2 separate regions of the Sus scrofa genome follow, and region 1 is linked to region 2. Evidence: chromatin contacts called from public Hi-C data. All regions are on one chromosome and are shown on one strand. The core of a region is the stretch at or near the end of the contact, and the rest is flanking DNA. Distances in the headings are between cores, read along the strand shown.

Evidence for each region. Hi-C and Micro-C count contacts between places; a contact is called where the count stands out from the background.
Region 1: a Hi-C map of skeletal muscle shows a contact between it and region 2, with 4 times the contacts expected there. The contact joins the promoter of NELFCD here to the enhancer-like site in region 2. A contact is called at or near these places in 1 of 5 promoter capture datasets (liver), 4 of 47 Hi-C or Micro-C datasets (embryonic fibroblasts, liver, skeletal muscle and 1 more) and 2 of 2 datasets of contacts at active chromatin or transcription factors (alveolar macrophages and skeletal muscle).

The regions. Positions count from the first base shown.
Region 1 is chr17:59,126,677-59,130,723 of Sscrofa11.1, forward strand. NELFCD (negative elongation factor complex member C/D) reads left to right here and starts at 2,400. Exons shown (of 15, transcript NM_001113698.1): 1 at 2,400-2,521. The coding sequence starts at 2,435. It overlaps LOC106506736 (a long non-coding RNA gene), which reads left to right. Exons shown (of 3, transcript XR_001302258.2): 2 at 14-100; 3 at 2,000-2,268.
Region 2 is chr17:59,010,548-59,014,821 of Sscrofa11.1, forward strand. The region is part of intron 1 of GNAS (GNAS complex locus); the gene reads left to right. Among named protein-coding and RNA genes, the nearest start is that of GNAS, 27 kb to the left of the region's middle. Within about 2 kb of position 2,639, at least 19 of the 83 cell types and tissues checked have an H3K27ac peak or open chromatin away from gene starts, as enhancers often do. A contact at or near this core is called in skeletal muscle and subcutaneous adipose tissue, where this site is marked.

The DNA of each region.
Region 1 (4,047 bases), core at 1,150-3,649, 120 kb after region 2:
CTTCCACTTTCAGACCTGCGTCTTACTCTTCAAAGCAGCTGGACCTGGTGGTGGTAACAGCCCCTCTCAGACCTTCCCACAATGATCCTCAGGTTTTCAGGTTTGAATTCAGGTGTACTTGCTTTACAGTGTTGGTTTCAGGGATGCAGCAAAGCGCCTCAGTTACGTATAGTGCATATATCACATGTATGTATATAGATATACCTTCTTTTTGAGATTCTTTTCCATTATAGGTTCTTACAAGATACTGAATACAGTTCCCTGTGCTATAAGTAGGTCCTTGTTGTTTATGTATTTCGGCTATAGTAGGTGTGTATCTGTTCATCCAAACTCCTAATTTATCCCTCCCCCACTTCCCCTTTGGTAACTGTAAGTTTGTTTCTTTTTCTTTCTTTCTTTCTTTTTTTTTTTTTTTTTTTGCCTTTTCTAGGGCCACTTCTTGCGGCATATGGAGGTTCCCAGGCTAGGGGTCTAATCGGAGCCCTAGCCACCAGCCTATGGCAGACCCACAGCAGCGTGGAATCCAAACCGCGTCTGCAACCCACACCACAGCTCATGGCAACGCCAGATTCCCTAACCCACTGAGCAAGGGCAGGGACAGAACCTGCAACCTCATGGTTCCTAGTCGGATTTGCTAACCACTGCGCCACGACGGGAACTCCTATACGTTTGTTTTCCGTGTCTGTGAGTCTGTTTCTGTTTCATAAGTAAGTTCACTTGGATCGTTTTTTAGATTCCACATATAAGTAATATCATATGATATTTGTCTTTCTGTCTGGTTTAGTTCACTTACGGAGATAATCTCTAGGTCCATACATGTTGCTGCAAATGGAAGTATTTCATTCTTTTTTATGGCTGAGTACTTTTCTGTTGTACATGTGTACCGTATCTGGTGATGGACATTTAGGTCGTGTCCATGACTTGGCTGTTGTAAACAGCGCTGCTTTGAACACTGAGGTGCATGTGTCTTTCAAATTAGAGTTCGTATTTTCTGGATATGTGCCCAGCACTGGGATCGCTGGATCGTATGGTAGTTCTATTTTTAGTTTTTAAGGACCCTCCGTACTGCTTTCCACAGCGGCCGCACCGGTTTATGTTCAGACCAACAGCATAGGGAGATTTCCTTTCCTCCACACCTTCTCCAGCATTTATTATTTGTACTTTTTTTTTTTTTTTTTTTTTTTTGGTCTTTTTGCTATTTCTTCGCTCCCGCGGCATATGGAGGTTCCCAGGCTAGGGGTTGAATCGGAGCTGTAGCCACCGGCCTACACCAGCCTACGCCAGAGCCACAGCAGCACAGGATCCGAGCCAAGTCTGCAACCTACACCACAGCTCACGGCAACGCCGGATCGTTAACCCACTGAGCAAGGGCAGGGACTGATCCCACAACCTCATGGTTCCTAGTCGGATTCGTTAACCACTGCGCCACGACGGGAACTCCTATTTGTACATTTTTTGAGGAGAGCCATTCTGACCAGTGTGAAGTGACACCTCATTGTCGCTTTGACTTGCATTTCTCTAATAATGAGCAATGTTGAGCATCTTTTCATGTGCCTGTTGGCCATCTATTTGCCTTCTTTGGAGAAATGTCTGTCTAGGCCTTCTGCCCATTTTTTGATTGGGTTGTTTGGTTTTTTTGATAGTGAGCTATATGAGTATTTGTATATTTCATTTTATTTTGTCTTTTGTCTTTTTTTTTTTTTTTAGGGCCACACCCGTAGCATATAGAACTCCGTATTTATATATTTTGGAAATTAATAGGCTATCATTTTTTGACTGCCTGTAAAAGCATCATATCAGTTACCCTTAGCAACTACTTCCATGGTAAGGCCCCCTTTTCCAGGGCCACACTATGACATTTGCCTTTGAGGGCCCTTCTTCTGTAAAGAAATATTAAAAATTTTTATTTTACACTGTGCTAGTTCTTTATACAAATTATACTTGTACAAATATAATCCAGCCTGGATTCATTATTATCTTATTTATTTTCTCATTTTAGAAGAACTGAAATATTTTCATGGCCCTAAACCCTGTGCCTGATACGGAGGCCAAGTCTGGGGCCCAGGTGTCAGAAGAGGAAACGGATGGTCAGAGAACGAGCTCTCAGTGGAGAAGGGACGGGGCTGGGACCCGAGCCCGGGCCAAGTGTGAAAGTAGTTCGAGACGTCTTCCCGTCTGCCCGGAGCCCAGAGCCCGCGGCTCCAGCCAGGTTGTGCTCCCGGATCAATTCCGGCCGCCCTCTGCGCCCCGCCCCTCCGTCCAGGCCCCGCCCCTCCGTCCAGGCCCCGCCCCTTAGCCCTGGCCCGGCTCTTCCCGCCCGGGCCGAGGCGCGCGTCCGCGGTGGGGGAGGGGGCGGGGCCGCGGGGCCGCGCGTGCGCTCTCCTGCCCGCCGTGCGCATGCGTGCGCCGGGCTCGGGCGCGCTCGCGGGAGAGGATGGCGGGGGCCGCGCCGGGCGCCATCATGGACGAAGATTACTTCGGGAGCGCGGCCGAGTGGGGCGACGAGGCGGACGGCGGCCAGGTGAGGGCGGGGGAGGGGGGCACCGGGCGCCCCCGACGGGGACTCTTGGTTTCCGTCGCCGGCGGGCCGGCTGCGCCCCCGCCGCGTGGCCCGAGCACAGCCCGCCCCGCCCCCTCCCGCCGCGCGCCCCCGTCGCCCGGGCCCGCCCCTCGCGCCGCCTCCGCCGGGGCCGAGCGCGCGGGGCGAGGGGCGCCGGCGAGGGGGCCCCCGCAGTGAGCGGTCCGGCCCCAGGGGCGCCGGCCCCGATCGTGACCCGAGCTGACCCGCCGGCCGCCCCGGGGCGGCCTCGAGCCAGGTCCCGGGAGCGCCGGGCGCCCAGGCGCGTCGGACACCACCTCGAAGGTGGAGCGCTGGGCTCAGCCCCGCAGTTTAAAAAGTAGTTACAAATCCCACAGAATCCAGGTCCGCGTGGCGAGGGGGACGTGGAACTTCTCCTCCCTGTAGAACCTGCTCTTGAGTGCTTTGGCTGAGTTATCAATCCTTGGGCCAAGGGACTTTGGAAGCGGACGGGCCCGAACCTTCTCCCCTGGAGGGAGCGGGCGCGGGCGCCGGGGGACCCCAACCCGAGTCCCATTAAGACCCGCCCGAATCCAGCTTCTCAGGCCCGTCCCCCGGGTGACCGCGACTCCGTTGCCCTTTGCGGGAGCCTCGGACCCTGCCTTCTAACAGGTCGAGGTTGGGTGTGTTTGGGACACGTCGGAGTGATAGCTTGGAGGGGAGGCGTGGACAGGGCGTGCCCGGTGGAGGGGCGGGTGGCGCACGGGGGCGATGAAGCCGGGGGACCAGGAGGCAAAGATAGGCGCTGTGTTCCTGGAGCTGAAAGGAGGCCTGTGTGGTTGGTGGCCTGGTGGAAGCAGTGGCCTGAGGTCTGGGAGGGAGCGCCGTCTGAAGGGCCTTTGAGAGCTGCTGAAAAGTAAGACTTGTTCAAGAGTTTGGGGTGGAGAGTGACAAAGATCCGAGTGTTGGACCATTCCGCGGTGTTGGAGCTTCGGGCGGGGGATGGAGTCGGGTTTAGCTAGTCGGAAGCCCGTGCTCGCTAGCTGCTTTCATACTCCTTGTTCCACGTTCCAGAGGCAGTTGAGTGTTCGTCTACTCATTTTGGAAAAGAAGAAATTGAGACAGGAGGCCCCAGTGACCTGCCTAAGGTCGTGAACCTAATACATGAGGTGGGAGTGGGACCCAACTCAGTGCTTAGTCTCCATTGCCACTTGGTCCAACTGCTGGACCACCGAGCGATCCCGAAAAAACAGGGTGTCGGGGAGTAATTCCACCCCGCCACTAAACTAACTTCAGACGAATTACCTAAGACTAATGTTGTCTTGTTCAGAATGTCCTAGTACTTTCATCCCAGTGAACCCTCCGGTCATAGAGTTTCAACTGGGGCATTTCTGAGGGCCGTCGAGTCCAGTCTTTCATTTTCTCTCTTTTCCTTTTTTGGCTGTGCCCGTGGCATGTGGACGTTCCCGGGCCAGGGCTCAAACCCGTGCCGTAGCAGGGACAACTCCAGGTCCCTAACCACTGGGCTA
Region 2 (4,274 bases), core at 1,389-3,888:
CCAGGGCTGGTTTTAAGATGGACACTTGAAGGAGGTTCCCCTTTCCAAATAAGAGTCTCCAGACGTTTTTCTGGCGGGACCCGGTCACCCCACAGCACCCACAGGAAATCCTTATCCTTGGGCGGTTTGGGTTCTAGTGGGAGCCTCTGGTGACCACTGCCTGTAATTTTTCCAAGTGGCTCTGATTGGGGAGGGGGTGGGCAGAGGAGCCCTAGCTTCTCTGGGGGGGCACCAGGATGGTGGACAGAGATCACTGGGTAATATTAGAGGGTTCTCATGCCTGGGACCTTGGTTGATTCCCATGCTCTAGTCAAGGAGTCCGTGCATTTGCCAAGTGACACCCAGAAAAGGCCAAATTTTGATTCTGGAAATTCCTGACAAGGGTCCATGTTGTGATAACTCTGCCAGGGTCAGGGGAAGGGCTTCAGTGTGGTGGGTGGTCCCAGAGACAGCCGGGGAGCGGGGGTCCCCTCGGTGCTCAGCTTTAGGCACCAAGAGGTCCAATCCCAAACCCCACATCCTTGCAGACGTCTTGTCCTGAGGCTCAAGTCCACAGTGGCAGAGGTCTCTCCTCTCTTCTTCTGGCCCTAAACCCTTGACTCCCCGGAGACAGTGTCTGACGCCCCAACACCGGGGGACACCCTTCCTTCTGCCAGGAACAAGGCAGGAGTTTAGGAAGCTGGGATCCCGACAGAGGCCACCAGGGCTGCCTTCCACTGAGAGAGGGTGCCGTCCCCTTCCCCGCAGAGGTCCGCCCAGCTCAGAAACGGGGAAGCCGAGACCAGCCTCTCAAGGAATTCCCTCATTTCTTTCTTGATTTCTCTTTTCTTTCTGCACCTCTCTTTCTCCTGAGATTTAAAAAAAAAATAAGATTCTTATGGGGAGGGGGTGGTCTGAGCAAGAAATCTTTTTTTTTTTTTTTTTAATAGGGAAAGACATGAAAACCCCAACTCTGTAGGCCCAGGAAGCAGACACTAAAATAAAGCAAGGCTGCTCCAGACTGGCTGGCAGATGGCGCTCGGCTTTTACTGTTGAGAGCCTGGCTTTTCAAAATTCCCTGTGAGCGGGCGGAAGGCACAGCTCCCCAAGCCCCCTCCGCTGATCCTCCTTCCCAGGGACCCAGCCCCGCCCCCAAGGCCCAGGGCCAGCTTTAAAGGTTTTCCAGTTGAACAATGGATATCGGAGGACAGATCCTGTCACTTGGAACTAGTGGCTCTGTGAGACCCTAGCCAGGGCAGAAAACACACTATCAGAGTGACCTCTGCCTCCCCAGCCCGCCTGCGTGCCCTGGGCCTTCCGGGAACCAGTTCTGGGGCCTTGGGCAAATCCTTTATCTTCTGGGTCCCTGCTTTCCCCATCTGAAAAGTGAGGGGTGTGTCCTTCTCACTGTAAAACTTCTTCGAGTCTCTCCTAAAAAGTTTGACTAGAACAGGTATGCCAAACACCCCCTCCCTGACGCCCGCCAGCCCCGCAGACACACACTCTGCCCTTTCAAGTTGCCTTCCAAAATGGCAGATTGCACAGGAAACTCCAGGCCTCGCTCTTGCCCCTGGATTCATAATTAATAATTTCTGGGTACCCATCACAGAAGAATCTTTGCAGGAAGCAGAGGAGTGTGGGACTTTTTTCTCACCCCAATCGAGAGCTAGAAAAGAACTCCAGATGTGGGCAGAGGTCCCTTTTTCCATCAGGGAAACCCAGGGAGCCTTCCTGGAGGAGGTGGCATTTGAGACAGTATGGGAGGATGCAGGGAAATGAGGGAATAGGATTTGGGGTGGATGTGCGATGCTGTCTCAGAACATACTGGCTGAGGGGGACTCCTTATCGCTTTTTCATCCATGAGCACGTCGTTGGGGTTTGAGGGTCTCGGAGATGGCAGGGCTAGTTCTCATTTTCCCCCCTCTACCGCCCCCCCCCCAACCTCTCAGGGCTGCAAAACCCCTGTGTGCTAAGGAGCATGCTTACTAGGAAGAGTCTTCCCAGCTAAGTTGGGACCCCTGTCCTCCATCCCAGGCCTGACCCTGGACTTGGGGGAAGGTCACTTCTGCCTTGTTGAGGCCAAGTCTCCAGGGGAGGGGAGGTTGCCTCTGATGGCGGCTGGGGCCAGGTTCCTCGGTTCCAAAGAGAACAGGCATCCTTGCCACTCCCCCGCCCCGCAGCAGCTGTAAAATCATGAGCTCATCTGTTCGAGAAGGGCCTCGAGAACTCCTGCCAGGGCCTCCCGAGTCCCTTCCGTCATGGGAACGTATCCGTTCCCAGTGAAACCTGCCCGCCGTGCCCATCCTTAGACGCGTCCCCTGCTCTCTTTCTTTCATAGTTGAAAAATCAAAGGACCTGATAAAATACATCAACGTCGGGCAAAAGTTTTCCCCCTTCTGCCATGAAAATCCTCTTCTTTAAGTTAACAAACTTTATTCCCACATTCTTCGCCTACACGCCGCATCTTCTGGGGCGTCTAGAAAGCTTTCCTTACCTTCGTGCTCGTCACCCCCCCCCACGTGCAGCCCACCCCTTGGCCAGGATGCAGGGGCGCCAGGACTCTGGGTGGGGGGCGCGGGGAAGGCAGGGCAGGTGGGCTCCCCCGTGTCCGGCCCCTTTTCTGGGCCGTAGAGCGCCTCCCCCACCAGAGGTCAGCAGAGAGCGTGGAATGCCTGGGAAGCTCGCAGGAAGTGGGATCACTTGGAATTTTCTAGATGAAATGTTAGGAAGCGCAAGGGAAAAAAGCCGCAGGTTTTTGCGGGGAGGGGGGCGGATCTCGGGGTTGGGGTCTCAAACTGTGCTGGGTGCCAGGGAGCTTGGCTTTCACACCCAGCCTGCCATTCTGGGCTTGGGGGCCTGTGCATTTGGTGGGTGTCTTTGCCCGGTTCTCCCCCCTCCACGACACACACGCCTTTTTCCTTCTGGGGGCCATGCCCGCTCAGCTCAGTCTCCCCGCCCCAAGGCCCCCCGGTGCCAGGCCAGCCCCTTCCCCTTCCCTCGGCGCTGGGAACCCGCACCCCATACTCTCCCCGGCCCCTTTCCCTTTTTCTTCCAGAAGTTGTACTTATTGTTAAAATGACATTCTAATATTCCAGGAAATCCCCCACCCCGCCCTTATCCTGTCCGGGTTTTCTATCTCCTTATCTCCCCCTGTCCTCTGCCCAGATGTATGGATGTCTCTAAAGAGGATGCGACCCGCGGGCACCACTCCATCTCGAGCCCCCCCTGCCGCACTGACTTCCTTAGCGCTTTTCCCACGTTGCGCATTGTGTCCTTTCGGGGCCGGTGTCCTTGCTCAGCCCTTCTGCCCGGGTTGCGCAGGGGGCAAAGGGACCCGCTGCCTTTGTCTTTCCTCCCCTGCACGTTTGCGAACCCCCCTGAGGTTAAAAAGCAGCTCTCGCCAGCCTGTTCTTTCCTGGAGAGAGAGAGGTGCCAAAGGAAGGGGAGAGAGAGGGGAACACAGGAGTGAAATAAAAAGTTTGACAGAGAGAGAAGGGAGAGCGAAAAAAGCGCCGTTAGTAAACTGGGCTCTGAACCCAGGAACCCAAGACGGCTGCCTGTCCTCTAGGAACTTAGCTTCTGGAAGGGAAGCGATCTGATCAGGTTGCAAGTCATTGAAGCTGCACCAGGCAGAGCTGGAGAGAGGCCAGGGCCAGCGGCCAGCGCAGCTGAGGGGCCAGGCTGGCTGGGACCTGGCCGAGGAGGGCTGGGGAGGCAGGCCCAGGAGTCCAGGGCGGGAGGGGGCATCCACCCCACTGCCCGTGCTGTCCCCTGTGGGTCCCAGGAGTGCAGGGTAGGACGAGCAAAGGGGGAGGCTGCAAGTTGGGGGCCAGCACCAAGGCCCCTGCCCCCCCTCCCCACGGTCCCCTGAGCTCTGACCGCTGCCTGCTTGCCCAGTGGGCCCTTTCTTGCTCCCCCAAATGTTCCTCTCCACATTCTAAAATGATGGTTCCATTTTTTATTTTATATTTTATTTTTTGACGGAGTCCTCCGCCCCCTTCTAGCACAAACTCGACGTTCTGAGTGTCTCTGCAAGCCTTACCCCGCCGAGTGGTTGGGTTGTAAGAAATCTGGCCCCCTGGGGACCTTTTTGGCTTCAAGAAAAAGAGCCCATCTTTGTGAGTTCTTTGGTTTGGTGGCTCCTCACAACCAGACAAGCTAAATCTGAAGGGTGAAAGCAAACTCCCTGTGCGGTAGGCACACATCTTAGATGCGGAGGAAATCCTTAGCCGTTTACAGGTTGCTTGTCCTCGAGAACTTGGCTCCGGCTAGACCCAGTATCAGCATTGTGTGCT